Linked DNA regions of Pan troglodytes: all the other regions are linked to region 2. A link is a contact called in public Hi-C and HiChIP or PLAC-seq data. All regions are on one chromosome and are shown on one strand. The core of a region is the stretch at or near the end of the contact, and the rest is flanking DNA. Distances in the headings are between cores, read along the strand shown. Region 1 overlaps HERC3 (HECT and RLD domain containing E3 ubiquitin protein ligase 3). Region 2 holds the start of PYURF (PIGY upstream open reading frame). Region 3 holds the start of HERC3 (HECT and RLD domain containing E3 ubiquitin protein ligase 3).

Evidence for each region. Hi-C and Micro-C count contacts between places; a contact is called where the count stands out from the background. HiChIP or PLAC-seq counts read pairs in DNA pulled down with a chosen protein or histone mark.
Region 1: a contact with region 2 is called in a Hi-C map of induced pluripotent stem cells, with 2.2 times the contacts expected there. The contact joins the enhancer-like site here to the promoter of PYURF in region 2. A contact is called at or near these places in 2 of 7 Hi-C or Micro-C datasets (induced pluripotent stem cells and stem cell-derived neural progenitor cells) and 1 of 1 datasets of contacts at active chromatin or transcription factors (stem cell-derived excitatory neurons).
Region 3: a contact with region 2 is called in an H3K4me3 HiChIP or PLAC-seq map of stem cell-derived excitatory neurons, with 3 times the contacts expected there. The contact joins the promoter of HERC3 here to the promoter of PYURF in region 2. A contact is called at or near these places in 1 of 7 Hi-C or Micro-C datasets (stem cell-derived neural progenitor cells) and 1 of 1 datasets of contacts at active chromatin or transcription factors (stem cell-derived excitatory neurons).

Annotation. Positions count from the first base shown.
Region 1 is chr3:90,016,661-90,019,876 of NHGRI_mPanTro3-v2.0_pri, forward strand. The region is part of intron 3 of HERC3 (HECT and RLD domain containing E3 ubiquitin protein ligase 3); the gene reads left to right. Among named protein-coding and RNA genes, the nearest start is that of NAP1L5, 51 kb to the right of the region's middle. Within about 2 kb of position 1,846, at least 1 of the 24 cell types and tissues checked has an H3K27ac peak or open chromatin away from gene starts, as enhancers often do. A contact at or near this core is called in induced pluripotent stem cells, where this site is marked.
Region 2 is chr3:89,893,620-89,897,156 of NHGRI_mPanTro3-v2.0_pri, forward strand. It overlaps PYURF (PIGY upstream open reading frame), which reads right to left and starts at 1,655. Exons shown (of 2, transcript NM_001270957.3): 1 at 1,352-1,655. The coding sequence starts at 1,554. PIGY (phosphatidylinositol glycan anchor biosynthesis class Y) reads right to left here and starts at 1,655. Exons shown (of 2, transcript NM_001270955.3): 1 at 1,352-1,655. It also overlaps the pseudogene LOC100609647.
Region 3 is chr3:89,962,447-89,965,532 of NHGRI_mPanTro3-v2.0_pri, forward strand. It overlaps HERC3 (HECT and RLD domain containing E3 ubiquitin protein ligase 3), which reads left to right and starts at 1,736. Exons shown (of 26, transcript XR_010156637.1): 1 at 1,736-1,852.

The DNA.
Region 1 (3,216 bases), core at 596-3,095, 120 kb after region 2:
CAGGAGGGTAAGAGTTCAGTGGGAACAGGAAATCAAGAGTTAGGGTGAATGTGAGGACTTAGAATGTGCAGAATGGTAGGGTGAAGAACTGGGTTTCCTACAATATGTCTCTGTCTTGTTTTCTACTATTAAAGAAAAGTATAATTGTAGAGTTGACAATTTGCGGAAAAGCAGAAAGGAGACATCTAAGTGGTGAAAGTTTAACCCTCTTTGTACTATCAACTGCTTACATTTATTTTATGATAGTTTTATTAAAAACTTAGTGCCAACTGTTAATCACGAATTTTGTATATACTGTATATAGTAGTCCCTCCTTATCTGCAGGGGATGTGTTCCAAGACCCCCACTAGATACCTGAAACCTTGGATAGTACCAAATTCTATATATACTATGCTTTTTCAATCTGATAACAGGGGCAGCTACTAAGCGGCTAACAGGCAGGGAGCATATACAGCATGGATATGCTGGACAAAGGGATGGTTCATGTCCCAGGTAGAGTGGGACGGTGAGAGATTTCATCACATGACTCAGAATGGTATGCAATTTAAAACTTATGAGTTGCTTATTTCTGGAAATTTCCACTTAATATTTTTGCACTGCACTGATCGCAGGTAACTGAAACTCTGGAAAGCAAAACCTCAGATGAGGGGGAACTACTGTCCTTTCTACCCAGATGCTGATATTATTTACTGTAAGCCATTGGATGTCTTTCTCCTGTGAACAGACGATGAGGAAAAAGTTAGTTTTCCATTATCCATAAATAGGGTATTCACTTTGTAGGTTACTTTTACCAATTTAAAATCTATCTAATTCTTTTCCAGAGGAAAGACAATATAGCTTAGCTAAGTATAATGGGCTTTGAAGTCAGACAGACCTGGTGTCCATCCCAGTTCCACCAATCATTAGTTGTGAGCCTTGGCCAAACTACATCCTCTTTCTGAGCTGAGGACAACAACCCTGTGCCCTTGCCTTACAGGGTTGTTGCAAGGCTTAAGAATCTGCATCATCCATCTACCCCCTAGACTCATATCATCCTTCTCTGTTACCATCTTTTGGTGGTTAAATGACAAATTTACCATTAACTCAAAAAACATTAAAAAATTATGATGGGCTCAAGAGCTAGGTAGAACTAACCCTAATAATGCAAGTCCAGCTGAACTGCAGACTTGCTGTAAGCAGCACTCCACATTGGCCACTGTGCTATCCTAACTACCATGACTTGTTCAGAACTGGAAACATTACTAAAGAGTTTTAAAAACTTTAAAGTGTTGCTGTGGAAGGTTCAAAGAGAAAGTATACTTTTATTCTTGAAAAATACCAAATGCTTCTTCAGTGTGTTTAGTTATTTTAATGTGTGGGTTGAGGTTCCATCATCATCTGCAAAATATAGTGTATAGTCTTGACAGAATGAATCAAAAGAGACTGCATGTGAAAATGAATCAGAGGGCACTTCAGCCTGAATGTTCCCAAGTGGGGCAGGGGTGTATTCAGAGAGGGGAGTGAATGAGGCATTCATCAGCACACTGGGCTGACCTAGGGGGTAGATTCTAGAAGAGGGATTATAGTTCCACAGTGACAGATCTCCAGCCTGAATTAGACGAGCGCAGTTTTCTGGCTAGAAGAAATAGAATAAGTTAGACTTGTGTAACCAGTGGTTTGGTTCTCCATCAACATTTGCATTGCTGAACAGTATTTCTGCCTTTGTGGCTGCAGGTTTTATTGTTGTGGTGAGGGTAGCTGGATTTCCTGTTGTTCCTATTGTCCATCTTCTTTAACCTCTACTCACTACTTACTTCCCAACTCAGCCTTGCACCAGGCACAAAGAATAGTCCTTTACCTTGCAAAAATGTAAGGAATGCTATCAAAGGAGCTCAGGTGGGGCTGGTGAGTGATGGGACAGGAATTGGTTTGCCTAGAGATTGACGTGACTGGGAGTCAATGGTCATCGGAATCCAGGTGTTCCCTTTTGAGGTTACTAAGCTGTAGTAAAGACAAGATCAAGAGAGGGATGCTATTGAGAGACCGAGGGAAAGAAAACGGCAGACAGATCAGAGCGACAGTATTCTGTCAGGATAGTGGGGAAAATTATTAGTGTTGTGTTAGGCCATATACTAACATTCAGACAGGTAAGGCTGCTAGTCAGTAGCAGGAAGGTTAGGTACCAAGAGACAGGCCTCAGTCGTGAATAAGGCATCAGGCTAGGCCCCAGGTCTAGAGAGCAGAAAAGCCGTCCAAGTCCTGGAATTGGTACAAGGTGGAAATTTGGTTAGAGTGGAGTCTGAGCCACCTGGGCTCCTTTGATAGCGTTCCTTACATTTTTGCAAGGTAAAGATAGGACTATTCTTTGTGCCTCGTGCAAGGCTGAGTTGGGAAGTAAGTAGTGAGCAGAGGTTAAAGAAGATGGACAATGGGAACAATAGGAATTACAGAATCTTTCTGTTTATTATAGTAATTTCTCTGGCATGAGCATATTTTCAGTTAAAAAAAAGTGTTATTGTTTTGAAGGAATATATTTATGCAAACTGTGTTCAGGTTAAATAACAGTTCCCTGCCTCACCTGTCCTTATCTTGAATCTCACTCCCTATCATTTCAACTCTTTAGCTTTTTTTTTTTTTTGCTGCTTACCTTTATGTCTCTAAATAACATGCTTATAATATTATTTCTTGATTTTTTTTCAATATTGGACATAATCTGGAAACTTCACACTGGCAAAGATTAGAGTTCTGTTATATTCTCTACCTGCCCTCTCCTCTTCCTCACCACCAGACACTCATCCTTCCCCAAAGAGTTAATCTTTTAAATAAAATTTGACAATTATTAACTATGGAAAGTATTTTTGTTTGGTTATTATGATTGCATGTACCATGATTGCTTTTCTTTCTCATAAATCATTTAGTTTTTCCTGAAGTTACTGACTTTAATTTTTTTTTCCACAGTAACCTCTGTATCTCTGGTAGAATTATAAAACTCATAATGCTCTAAAACTCTTTAAGTAGTGTTTTCTTTTTCACCTTGGAGACATCCCTCCACCTTTGCTTTGTAGGCATGCTACATAGCTGTCTGGAAAGGTTCTTCACCTCCTTCCTGTCTGTGTAAGATTCCTGGTTCCTAAATCCTGAGTTCTTTGTTTTGGAGGCATATCTTCCAGTAGCTTTCTGAGAAAAGCAGTATGGGAGGTAAAATATTTTGAGAGCTTTACATGCTCCAGAACTGCC
Region 2 (3,537 bases), core at 405-2,904:
TCTTTAATTCTAAAAGCAACAATAGCCAATTCAACTTTTTATCTTAGAAAAATTATCTTACAATCTATAATTATTCCCATTTTAGTCAGTTTCTCTCATATTCTCTTTTTCACCTTATTCACAAGTTATTCCTTAATTCTTTTTCATACTAGTCAGAAAAGATCCCCCTCTCTTATCCAAATATTCCTTCATTACTTTGGTCAACCCCCAAACCATCCCTGTTAATTTACTACTGGAATAAACACTAGAGAAAAATCAACTTCTTCGTTTTAGAATAAATGCTAAGTAGAGAAACTTAACTAATCCATTAGAAGGAAATCACTGGAAAAGGTGAGAGGGCAGAAATGAAGAAACTTTCGAAAGCACTAAGTCTGCAGTGAGCTAGTTATAAACGTAAATCAAATGATAATTTCAAGGTTCGAGAAAATTGAATAATATGTTTATTACGGGAAAAAGAAATACGAAAAATTGCTAGCAATCTACCATTCAAAGATAACCACTGATAACATTTTGGTGTTTATGCGATTTGTAATACTAGCGTTAGTGTTGTCAATATTCAATTTTGGTAGCTTGGAAACTGTAGAGCTGTCTTCCCAAAAACTAGTTAAAGAGGCTTCTACGAAACCTGCTAGGCCACAACTAAGAGCCACTGGGCAGCAAACACAGCTGAATTGCTTAAGATTGTCAGGCACCAGTTGTACAAGACACTTTCACAAGAATCTGGAGGGTACAACAATACTTTTCATTATCTTGGCTTAAAAACCGGAAGGCTTTGGACTTGTCCTGAATCGCAGTGGTTCATAAACCTGGTGGTACGTTAGAAATCATTTAGGGACCGTTTAAGAACACAAATAAGCTGGGCGTGGGGGCGGCGCCTGTCTCTCGACTCCTGAGGAAGCTGAGGCGGGAGTTCTAGGCCAGTCTGGGCAACGTAGGGGGCACCCGGTCTCTTAAAAGGAAAAAAAAAAAAAGAAAGAAAGAAAATACAAATGTTCAGGTCCCATTCCGCGAGCATTCCAAGTCTGCCCGTCTTGGGGGCTGTCGGGGAATCGGCATTTTTAAAACGGTCCCCGGGTGATTGCAATGCGCAGCCGGTGGCGAACCCTAAAACGCTTCGAGCCATTCCCGCAGGCTGGCGATGTGTTCTGGGAGAGGTGGGACGCAGCTCCCCTGGCCTCCGGTCTCCCCCGTCCTGCCCGCTGTGCGCCCGGCGAGGACAGAGTCCAGAATATGGCAGCGGAGAGTACCTGACCGACCTACAAGGCCCCAGTGGCTGCAAGAGGCCGCGGTCCACCGCTCCCTTTCCGTCCACCGGGAGGCTGCAAAGGAAGGGCCAAGGCCAGCGAGTTACCTGAGCGGCTTCTTGGAGAGCGGGCACACCAGGAACTCCAGCAGCGCCGGATCGAAGGCGCGGGACGGCTCCTCAGTCTTTTTGCCCCGGTCGGCCAAAGGCCGCGACCCCGACGCGTGCAGGCACCTACGGGCGACCGCGGACGGCGGCGCGCGCGTCCCCCGCAGCGCTGAGGCGAGCCTGCAGCGTGCTCCACTCAGCATGGTCTGGCAGCCGGAGACCAGGCCTCACCGCAGCCTCGCCACCCGTGGCCGAGCTCCCGGCTTCCCGTTCGTCCAGGCCAGCCGGGCAGGCCCCGCCCCCTGGTGCTCCAGGAAACGCTGCCGAGGAGTAGGCGGGGCGGGCGCTTTGGTTCAGAGGGTGCTTCTGCTCCGACTGCTTTTCCCACGGGCGTCATCTATAGTTCGGAGGACAGCCCCAGGGCAGGGGCCTCTGGTGAGTGCCCCGCCGCCTTACCAGACTACAAACTAAACCAGTGTTTAAGTCAAGGTGTCTGGGTTTTCACCGGGGCCTGTCGCAAGGATGCTAGGAAGCCAGTGGCCAGGCCTCAGAGTTGTAGGGAGTTAGGCTTGGACCTACGTGGTTACCTCCAAGTGAAGTTTCAAACACACTGTTATGTATTGTATTGAATGTATTGTCATGGATGTATTGAAAGCGCTCATTTGTTTCATGTACATCTTTACTATACCATTAGTTTCTGTAACCTTGTTTGGCTTTTTTCTCTCTCATTAAAAAAAGTGAGAACCTGGAAGGAATGGCCTAGGCCTCTGACCCTCCAAAATATATAAATTCTTCCTGCCTGAGACCCAGTCACTGTGAAGTATTTGCGTAATAAAGCACAGCTAATTTACTTCTATAAATGAGCTTGGAGGCCTCAAGGGGCCTAAATAACTGTGTAACAGGCAGATGTGATCTGCCTGTTAAAGATCCATTCAATGAGTGGGTGATCCATTCAGTGAATTTGTATCCCAGGTTTGCTTCCCACTCTCCAAGAAAGTGACCATGTTAGATCTCTTTCTTACAGTGTAGTAGATGGGAACTTGGGCTCTGGGGCCTGACAGCTTGGTTCCCTGTCCACAATCAGTAGCTGGATGACTTTGGCAAATGACTTAACTGCTCATTTTCCTTATCTGTATAAGACTAATAATTGTACCTACCTTGTAGGTAGGGCATAAATGTGATTGTGCATTCGAAGAACATTTAGAAAAGTGCCTGGCACAAATTAATGCTCCATTAATGTTGTCTATTTTTATTTTTATTTCATCTAGTTTTTCCATGTCCGAAGACTCAAAGATTCTCATTAGTCATCCATTTTTTCCCTCCGTTCTGCTGAATATCAACCTGAACTTTTTTTTGCATCACTGGGCATTATCATTTCACACTTTGAGTTCCTGGAGCTGGAAGTACAGAATCCAAAAATATGTTTATATTTTCAAATTTCTCTTCCACTCCAATGTAAAAATAAACTGACAAATGTTTATATGTTCATCCTAATTTTTTGTTTGTTTTTTGGGCCATCCTGTTTTTTTTTAAAAAAAAACAGTTTATTTTTTGATGTTCTTTGTTCACTAATGCTCAGAAGATTTTCTAAGGTTAATGTAGCTTATAGGATACCAAAAAGGAAACACTTCTACTGGATAGATATTTAAGAGGTAATGAAAGTCTCTGGTTGCCTCACCTTCCTTCCCTCACAAAGCAATCTTTCACAGTCATAACTTTCCGTTATTAGAGTTACTAACGGACTAGAGAATAGGGCAGTTATCGGGACATACCCTCAAGGGAAACTACTGTAAAGTTCCTATGTCACCTTCACACTATTTCCGACTAGGGCAGTAGCAGGAATTAATTTTTCAGTTGAAGTCAGTTGATACTTTGGGCTCAAGGGAAGGGGTGAGCTGTAGGAAAGATAAGTTTCTGCTTAAGGAGAAACAGCGCTTGACTTCTGCAAGCGCTGAGTGGGCCCAACCCTTGGCGCTTGTTGGGTAGGGGAAGGCACCCATGCTTAAGCCTCAGCTAGCTTGGCTGACATGCCTCAGCTAGCTTGGCTGACAGATCTCTATCAACTGGGTTTTCTAACCAGTTATAAATAAATTAGTTTCAGTTTGCCTCCACATAGAGGGTTTGAGGCAGTTCAGTTTACTTTATTTAGGGGAAGAATAGAGAGTAACAGCAAAGTATTGAAAACA
Region 3 (3,086 bases), core at 486-2,985, 69 kb after region 2:
TTCCTCTTCCTACCAGACTCCTCTTTGGGCATTTAACCAGTTCTTTTGCCAACAGCATCTCTAAATTGGGATTGCATCTTTGTAATAGACTAAACTTTTGTGAAACTGCCACATATCTGGAATATAAGTGAATTGTGTTACTCTTGTCCCCAGTGTTTCTTTTTTTCTTTTTCTTTTTTTGAGACAACGTTTCATTCTGTTGCCCAGGCTGGAGTAAGTACAGTGGCTTGATTTCAGCTTACTGCAACCTCCGCCTTCCAGGTTCCAGTGATTCTCCTGCCTCAGCCTCCTGAGTAGCTGGGACTACAGGCGCACACCACCCTACTCGGCTAATTTTGGTATTTTTTTTTGTAGAGACAAGGTTTCACCATGTTGGCCAGGCTGGTCTCGAACTCCTGACCTCAAGTGATCCACCGGCTTCGGCCTCCCAAAGTGCCGAGATTACAGGCATGGGCCACCGCGCCTGGCCATCCCCAGTGTTTCTAAACGTGTCAAGTGTGATCCAAATTTCAAAGGTTTGTATTTTTTCTTAGATGACCTGATAACTTAGATTCTGCTTTTTTAGCTTTCTTGTCTCAGTGTACTGGACAATTTGCATTATTTCACGGAGGACTCAACACTGTCAGTCAGCCAACAACGTCTCATCCCCAGGATACACCACTCCTTGAAACTTTCTTTTCTACTTGGTCAGTCTGTTAGGTTCTCAGGACGAGCGATTGCAGACCTGAGGTGATTTGAATGTCCTTGGTAAGAATCTATCCTCAAAGGGCCTTCCTGGTTCAAATGCCAGGTTATGGAAATTCTTCCACTGGGAGAATTATTCCTTTGGATTAAAGCAGTACCGTGCCAGTGTTCTGCATTTTACATTTAAGGGGGGCAGACACATGAAGTCACCTTTCTGAGGTTTTCTGCAAAAGATTAGCTGTGGATCAGATCAGGTCTAGGGCAAGTATGAAAGCACTAGTGACCTTGGGGAGGAGGAGGAAGCTCTGGGATTCGGCGCTAGGGAAAAGTGGAAAAGGACAAACTTTTAAAAAATCCGTTACTGGGTATAGGCCACAGAGTGTCTTTCAGATTACAAGATTTTAAGATCTGGTGCTCAGACTCTTCTTGCTATGCTCCCCCCGGGTCCACCCTCCAGCCTCCCCCAGGCCCGCCTTTCTTCCGCAGCCCCGTGCCGGTCTTCGATCCCCACCTCTCCAGAAGAGCGCCGGCGGCTGCCGCGTACCTCCTACCCCGCCTCTCCCACCGCGCAGCGCCGCGGGCCGGCGCCGCGCTTCCTACAGTCCTACGAAGGGGAGTAAAGCAGAAGACTAGCGCACTCTCCCTCAATTGTCACCCTCCAGCTTTTTCCCCCGTGCCCAAGGCTTTCGGTCACCTCTTCATAAATAATAAAAACCAGAGTCCAGAACCTGAATAGGCAACCGCTGATCGGTCCAGCTCGCTTCCCCGCCAGTGAAAAGCAATCTTATTTCAGCGTCAACGCTCTATGTCTTCCAGTCCGATCTCGACTGACACACCCGTGCCGCTGTCCCCGCGCCGGGCCCTCGAGTCCTGTCACCTCGGGCCGCCTGCGCCTGGCTCTGGGGCCTGGGCCTCTCCCCTCCTCCCGCCCGCGGACCTTGCCGCCCCGCCTCCAGCCCGTGCCACGGCGGCCGCCATTGGCGCGGGCCCCCCCCCAGAACGGCGCCCATTGGCCCGGTGCGAAGCCATTCACCCAGCGCATTCCGCCGCCCGCAGGCTTGCGGGGAAACTTCCTTATTATTGTGACGCCGAAAACGGAGAAACCCCGGGTCCGGCGAGAGGGGCTGTGACAGTCGGAGTCCCAAGCTGCGGTTCGGCTGCTGCCGAGGTGCGCAGGGCGGGGGCCGGGGTTCCAGGGAGGAGGGTACGGCGGAGCTGCAGCCGTGCTGGGCCGCGTTCCGCCTGGCACTGCAGTCAGCGCGCGGCTCCCGGAGGGGCGGCTGCGGCTCCTCCCGTGGCTCCGGCGGCGGGGGCTGCAGGCACCTCCAGAGACGACCTGGGTCTGGGGCGCGGGGAGGTTGGGGCGCGGCGCCCTTAGTACCCTGCGTACGCCTCCCTGGCGTTCTCGTGGGCTCGCCCTCCGGTCAGAGAGCCCCGCGCCGGGAAAGGCGAGACAAGCCTTCAAAATGGGAGCGCCTCCCGCCCGCGCTCGGCCGCCCTCCCGCCCTGCCGCCCGGGAGGAATTGCGACGCAGAAAGTCAAAAGGAGGATAGTCCCTATGCTCGCCCCCTGCCCCTATTTAAATTCTGGGGTTCCAGGGACCTCCGTGCAGTGAGGGGCGCGGACGCTTTCAATTGAAATGGGAGCTGGCGAGGCCCTGGCATTTTGGGGAACCTCAGCGGCCGCGAGGAGTTTGCGCCGAGGACGCGGTGCACGGCGTCCGCGATGACAGCGCCGGCAGGGCTGCGGGGCCCGGCACCACCCACTTCGCGGAGGCCGGGCCGGCTCGCCTCTCCCGGGTCCGCCTCCTGGGCGGGGCCGGGGGCGAGGGTGTGTGCGGACACGTGTGTACGGGTGTGTGTGTGTGCGCCGACACGTCGGTGCGGACCGACGCGGGGGTGTCAGGAGCTGGGACGGCCGGGGGCAGGTGAGACTTGAGTCATTTGTGAATGTGTGGAGTGGGCAAACCAGGGCAACCAGACCGAGAGGAGCATGTGTAACCTGAAACAGGTGAGCCTATGGAGACAGTACCTAATGCGACTGTGCACGGAATATGTGTATGCAGCATGAGCTCCAGGGAATAAGTATTTGAACTTTGCTGTTGGTCTGTCACTGTTTCTGGCTGCTTTCTGATTGCATTTTACATCAGCTTTCAAATGAGCCCAATTAGGAAGTACCTAATTCAGAGAAAAGCCTTCCAGGATTTTGCTTGCATTCATCACGCATAGAATGCTTTGGGAAAGACGATTCAAGAGCTCTCTTCCATTTTTATGTGTCTTCTGGCTCTTTCCACAAATAAGCTATTTCTAGAACCTTTTATTTGAAGATTAGATAAGATCAAGTGAGCTGATTTTTCAACTCTAGACTTGAGAGAAATGAAAAAATAAAAAGTTTTAAATGCA